Regions from separate parts of the Cyprinus carpio genome. Here region 2 is linked to region 1. The links are chromatin contacts, called in public Hi-C maps. All regions are on one chromosome and are shown on one strand. Each heading gives the region's core, a stretch centred on a gene start, on an enhancer-like site or on the middle of the called end of the contact. The rest is flanking DNA. Distances are from core to core; before and after follow the strand shown.

Region 1 (3,380 bases), core at 239-2,738:
TAACCCCAGTGTGAAAGCTCAACTCTGCCCTCTTCCCTCAGCACTCTCTCACACCAAGAAACCTCTCTCATGACTAAACATTGGCCTTTGGCATTTTGCAAATTAAGATGGGTCGAGTTGAATGTCTGGTAGTAAAGCAAATCTGTTGGTTCCCAGAAGATCAGTACAACTGTTTGATAATAAGAAATAAATCTTGAGCATCAAATTCAGCATAGTGGAATGATTTGTGAAAGACCACGCTAAAGACTGGAGTAATGATGCCATTACAGAAATAAATTACATTTTTTAAAAAAAGTCAAATATTAAAATAGAAAGTTTTCCTTATTGTAGTAATACTTCACAATATTACTGTTTTACTGTATTTTTGAAAATACATTCAGCCTTGGTGAGCAGAAGAGATTTCTATCACAAACAAAAAATCTTACTGACTCCAAGCTTTGAAACGTATGTTATTTTATTTATTGTGTCTATACAATACATTATAAAATATTTTGAACACAAGACAATTAAGGGTTATTAAGGATTATACAAGTGCAATAATTAAATCAATTTATTCAACAATTCTAAATCCCATAAAGATCAGAAATAGTTCCCAGGACACAAATAAATACCAGTTAAAAATCCTCTTAAAAGTAAATTGAAGCCTGTTTAATATAATACTCAATTTAAGAGCTTAATTAATGCATATAAACTCAATGTTTGTCTCAGAGAGATAAGAATTAATATCACTCAATTGAGTTAAAGTCATAGATTGTATAAAAATATAAAAAATTAAATAACAGATGGCCACCAGAGGGAATACTAACCACTTCTGAGAGAATAAATCAAGAACGCTTGCTCTTTCATCCATCAGGTCAAGATCAAACACTATATAAGAATTATTTCGATAATCAGTAACAAAACTGACTCTAATCTTCATTTATTTTATAATAACGCTTATGGTGATGGTGATGATTACGCAAATAACGACAGTAACTGCATTAATTAACAATAAACAGTACAGTACAATAAAATGGAATAATTCTCATTCTCGAAAATAATCGTCGTAGTGCTTTAATGTAATTATCAAACATAATTAATTTGGATAATTAGGACGTCTGCGGATTTATTTTTATTTAACAATTACATATCTGTGGTTGTAAATAAAATCGCCCCTTTGACACACAACACAGACAGCTGTGAGGGGAACTTGTAAACTGTGAGGCGCTGGGTTCAGGTGTAGGCTACTACAAGCCACAGATTCTCGGAATCATCCTCCTGCACAACTCAATGTGCATCGAAGCTCCGCCCGGAATAAGTCCGCGATGGCAAGTAGTTCCATGTGTGACTCGTTTTCATTAAATAACGTCATATCTTTTTTCATTGCTGCATACATTGTCAGTGCATTGACGTGTGTTACTAGAATAACTAACAAGAAACGTTTGTGTTCTGTTCATCTTTCTACGCAGTGCACATTTGGCGGGAACGGCGCATGAATATCTAGAGTAAGGGAGGGGGAAAACAATCCGTAGTATTAAAACCCGCGGGAGCAGCTGTTCGAAATCTTGCAGTAAATGACAAGCAGCCGCTCGGGTGCCGCAGTCGCAGAAGTAAGCAGGTTGAGCGGCGCGACCCACTCCCACTTTGGACTTACATTCACTTAATAGTTCACACAAACTGACATCTGACCATATTGTCAGTTTTCATTCAGTTTCACCACGGCTACGGTAAGTCTGTCTAAACTAAGATTTATTCTCATTCTTTACGTTTTTATCTATTTATATATTTGGCGAACTATTGGTCATTATCCATTTGGACCATAAGATTAAGACTATATATTCTTAGAATTTAGATATTTTGATTTAAGTTTACATGACTTGTGTTCTGTATTAATACGTAACACGTTTAGTAAGTTGATGAGTTTGTAAGACAGCTACACAGTTCAGGCTTAAGATGATTTTAACCATAATATATTCTTCACAGGCATCCACCATGCCGCTGAATTCAAGTATGGCGAGTAAAAATTATGATTACGACTACGACTCCTACCAGCCCTATTTCTATTTCGACAACGAGGATGAGGATTTCTATAACCACCAGCACGGACAGCCACCGGCGCCCAGTGAGGATATATGGAAGAAATTTGAACTGCTCCCCACTCCGCCGCTCTCCCCGAGCCGGCGTCCCTCGCTGTCAGACCCCTTCCCCTCCACGGCCGACCAGCTGGAAATGGTTTCGGAGTTTCTCGGGGACGACGTGGTCAACCACAGCTTTATTTGCGACGCGGACTACTCCCAGTCTTTTCTGAAGTCGATTATCATTCAGGACTGTATGTGGAGCGGTTTCTCCGCCGCGGCTAAGCTGGAGAAGGTGGTGTCGGAGAGATTAGCGTCGCTGCAGGCGGCGAGGAAAGAGTCTTCCAGGAGCGACTCTGTGGAAAGCTGTCGGTCCAGCCCTAACGTCAGCTACCTTCAGGACATGAGCACCCCTGCCTCACAGTGCATTGACCCGTCAGTAGTGTTTCCTTTTTCGTTGACTGACAGCTCAAAACCGTGTAAACCGTCATCCACACCGATTTCCACAACACTGCCACTGGATACTCCACCAAACAGTGGGAGTAGCTGCAGCAGCAGTGACAGTGACTCCGGTGAGTAACAGACTGCTTTTTAATGCTGATTAATGTACTCGTTTGACTGGTCAGCTTATACTTTTAAATAAGGTTCGGTTTATAAGCTGTAATTGTTGCTGTGTATTTTTTATTTTTTTTTAACAAAATGATCTGGTGGTTAAAGCGTTAATCCTAGATTGTAGCGTCAACTGCGTAAAGTGTCGCACACGCCCACTGCACGCCATGCTACGCCAAATTGTCTACTATGAAGAAGCAGAGCTGAAACTTACCTTTTTTGTTTTTTAATCAATATAGATGACGAAGAGGAGGAGGAAATCGATGTTGTCACGGTGGAAAAGAGAAGGTCTGTGAGAAAGCCTGACGGAAACGCAACGCATCAAAGCCCCGTTGTCCTCAAGCGGTGTCACGTTAATATTCACCAACACAATTACGCCGCCCCCCCATCCACGCGGAGTGAGCAGCCTGCGGTCAAGCGGATTAAATACGAGAGTCCCATCCGGGTGTTTAAACAAATTAACCACAACCGAAAATGCGATAGTGCCAGGTCTTCAGACTCTGAGGATAACGACAAACGCAGGACTCATAACGTGCTCGAGCGGCAGCGGCGGAACGAGCTCAAGCTCAGTTTCTTCGCGCTGAGAGACGTGATTCCTGACGTGGCGAACAACGAGAAAGCTGCCAAAGTGGTGATACTCAAGAAGGCGACGGAGTGCATAGCGACCATTCGAGAAGATGAACAAAGACTTATCTCACTTAAAGAGCAATTAAATAG
Region 2 (3,380 bases), core at 273-2,772, 53 kb after region 1:
AGCCCTCAGATTTGTGTGCAGATCAGCTTAATAAAAATGTAGTAGCAGCGCTGTCACATCAACATAGTTCCCCCTTTAAATTTACCCAGTTGCCCCCAAAAAACTGAAAATTCAAAAAAATGGCTGGTCACTAGGTGGTATGAATCCACTGGGACCTAAAACTCCCGTTTCTAAGCCCCTTCGGCCCGAGAGCCCATCATTTATCTAACATGTCTGGGAGGATGTGGAGCACCTGAACCAGTTAGTCAGGATGTGATGGATGACCGTACCTTCTGCCTCAGCTGTTTCCTGCTGATCCTGTCCCTGATCTCTCCCCCATCTCCATTTTCTTTTCTCTTACCAGTCTCACCATCTCTTCCTATTTCTCCATCTCCCCGGTATTCCTACACCCAGCTGGGACCAGCACTTCCATCAAACCCAATTGTCTTTCCGAGCTGACAGTTCCCTCCACACACCCGCAGTTGACCTGCTCTTTATTTGTGTTGCCTAAAATAGCCGGGCTGTCAGTGTATCTGTGCCACTGTAGTGTGATATGGAGTATTAGCTTTTTCAAAGTCACTTGTAATATCTCCGCACTGCTCGAGTCTGCCACCGAGCATTTTCTGCATGAATGCGTTTGATGCTTCTCTGATGTATGCACCATCAATAGTCTCTCTGGACAACTAAAAATACCTTTCAAAATTCCCACACACAGGTAAAATAATGAATTTATGTCAGTGTTTAAGTCCTTAAATGTACAGACATTTTTGTACGTACATAAAAGCATTTGGGATGTGTTTGAGCTTTTGTATTGTTTTGAATACCTATAAATGTAGATTTCTCTCAATTTATTGTTAAGCAGATGTTTTTATATAATAATATATGTAATATATATATATATATATAATCCACTTGTAGCATTTTTCATGGCAGCAGAGGTTTATTTATAAAGACAGCACCTGTTTGAAAAATTGCTTTGATGTTTTCAGAGATGTGAGCTATTTTAGCTTTAGATCAGTAAAGTGAACCTCAGTCATTTTCAGTGATACAGTACCTTGTGGGAAAAAAAAAAAGTTGGTTGTGTGCTATGTTGATGGATAGAAGGACGGGTTTTAGGTTAATTTCAGCCCCATTCTAATGATTCCCTCAGAGATTTTAACACTTGGTGCAAGTCACATTTTAATTAGAACACTGGATAAAATTGGTGTAGCTTCCTATTAACATCTGGAACTGAGCCAGATTAATGTTCTTTGCCAATTCGTTGCACATGATTAGGTTTTACATTAAGTGTTTTAGGCCATGATGAACAGAAAGGAATCAAGGATTTGCAAAACTGAGTAGGCTAACACATTTCAGTTTTGAATTGTAATTTCTACACAGGCTGTCAGCAATCCGATAAACACTCTTTACTGGGGCATATGGCAGTTGGACTGATAAACGCAGCTCAGCTGATAAAAAGCTGCTGTGTCCTTATGCATCAAAAAGTCCTCTGTTTCTATTTGGATAGATTTGGCCCACTTAGAAAGCCCTTGTTTCGCTGTTTCTAAAGCTGTCCTGTTCACAGCCACTAAGCAGGTGTGTGTCAGCTGGACTTGCCCTGTTCTGCAGCCAAAACAAGGATAACAAATGGCTTGGGGGCAGTTGGAAAGAGAGAACGAGAGAAAGTGTGTGAGGAAAAGAAAGAAGTAAAACAAGAAAGCGGCACAATTCTTTTCCAGAAAGACCTCATTAGGAACAGAGAGGCATGTGAGGGAGTCAGCTGCTGGGGTGAAAAGGCAGCTGGAGGGATCCAGGAAAAAGCAGCACAGAGAGGCCTGTGTGGGACTGGACCTCAGCCAAACCCAGAGGCCCTCACTCACATTATATAACCCTACAGTGAAAAGAAAACACAGCAACAGTACAGCTAGACGATATATGACCAGGAAAAGTGTATGCTTTGAATTATAAACAGCCTATTTAGTGAAAGGGGCAAAAGTGCTTTTTGCCCCAAGAAAGTTGTAAAACAAAGACGAGAATGGCTTTGATTGTTGTGGTCTATGTTGATTTTTCTATTTGGTAAATGTTTTGCTTATTAAATAATGTTTTTATTCTAACTTAATGAACACACATTTTCATACTTTGACGTAACATTTGGCCAAGTTCCATTTTGATTGTGCTGTACTTGCCTTGAATTTGACAGGGAAGGATACTGTTGCTTCACACTGGCCGTGACAGTGGAGATGTAGCCAAGGTCAAATTGTTGCCTGAATACCAGGGATGTGCAACATTCAGAATTGCATTGAAATGACTTTTTTTTCTTTCTTTTTTTAAGGAATTTAAACCAGTAGAATTCAAATGACTTTAAATTCATTGGCAGATTGATGGATTGAGGATATATATATATATATAGAGAGAGAGAGAGAGAGAGAGAGAGAGATTATTAACTTTTACATTGAAATGCTTGTTTTTATATAGGTGGATGTATGGGTGCATAGGCAGACAGACAGACAGATGAATGTATGTATAGTAAGAGGGATGAATAGATGGATGATAGATATATAGAGATTACTAGCTTTTACCTTGAAATTCTTGTTTTGATGGATGGATGATAGATAGATAGATAACCGTTGATAGATCAGACAGTCCATATTCTTACATCAGTTGCTCAACACTCTTTTGAAGTAGTCCCTTCACAATAGTCCCATAGCTCTCAATAAACAGTGAGCATTTGGAAAAAAGAAGGGAATCGTATGCATATTTAAGGTGACATTTCTGCTGAGCAAATTCAGCCAGCCGTAGAATGACAATAGCAGGATTAACATTAGCACCCACCCCCATGTCACGCCTCGCTCTGTCAGAATGCTGCGCTCATCATTTCCAGCACTGATCCACAGACATGTCCAGGCTGGTCCCATCCAGTAACAGACCCCTGATTTTGAAATTCCAGATGGAATGTGATTTTCAGTAACATGTAGGAGGCATTAAAATTCTACACGCTTCCCGTCTTTCATCTCTGTAATGGTTCCCCACAGATTCATGTGGAATGGATTTCGAGAGCTTTTTGAGACAATGATGCAGTGGCATTATATTTATTTTGTGTATTAGTTTTACACTGAAGTCTTTTTCCATACAATCTTATTTATGTTTTAGAAGAGATGTAAACATGATGTGCATTCTTTATTTTTTGCATAGTGTGTTTCACATTGTTTTAAACATAAAACACAGTCCCTTCCATGTGGATTTGTCTCCTGGAAGCTGCAGTCCTTTGCAGAAGCTGTGATTATCTGGGCTGGCTTGTCATCAATCAAACATCAGTGCACAGACAGAGCTGAGACAGGCATTCTCCACCAGAGGCGACACAGAGGAGGATTTCAGATTGGTATTAATGCATTTCTCCTGATTTTTTTTATTTTTTTTTCTCA

What was found. Hi-C and Micro-C count contacts between places; a contact is called where the count stands out from the background.
Region 2: a Hi-C map of skeletal muscle shows a contact between it and region 1, with 2.3 times the contacts expected there. The contact joins the enhancer-like site here to the promoter of LOC109091772 in region 1. A contact is called at or near these places in 2 of 8 Hi-C or Micro-C datasets (liver and skeletal muscle).

Annotation. Positions count from the first base shown.
Region 1 is chrA2:15,567,614-15,570,993 of ASM1834038v1, forward strand. LOC109091772 (transcriptional regulator Myc-B-like) reads left to right here and starts at 1,489. Exons shown (of 5, transcript XM_042775168.1): 1 at 1,489-1,706; 2 at 1,963-2,626; 3 at 2,903-3,380. The coding sequence starts at 1,972.
Region 2 is chrA2:15,621,014-15,624,393 of ASM1834038v1, forward strand. No RefSeq gene overlaps it. Among protein-coding and RNA genes, the nearest start is that of LOC109091229, 48 kb to the right of the region's middle. Within about 2 kb of position 1,523, at least 3 of the 8 cell types and tissues checked have an H3K27ac peak or open chromatin away from gene starts, as enhancers often do. A contact at or near this core is called in skeletal muscle, where this site is marked.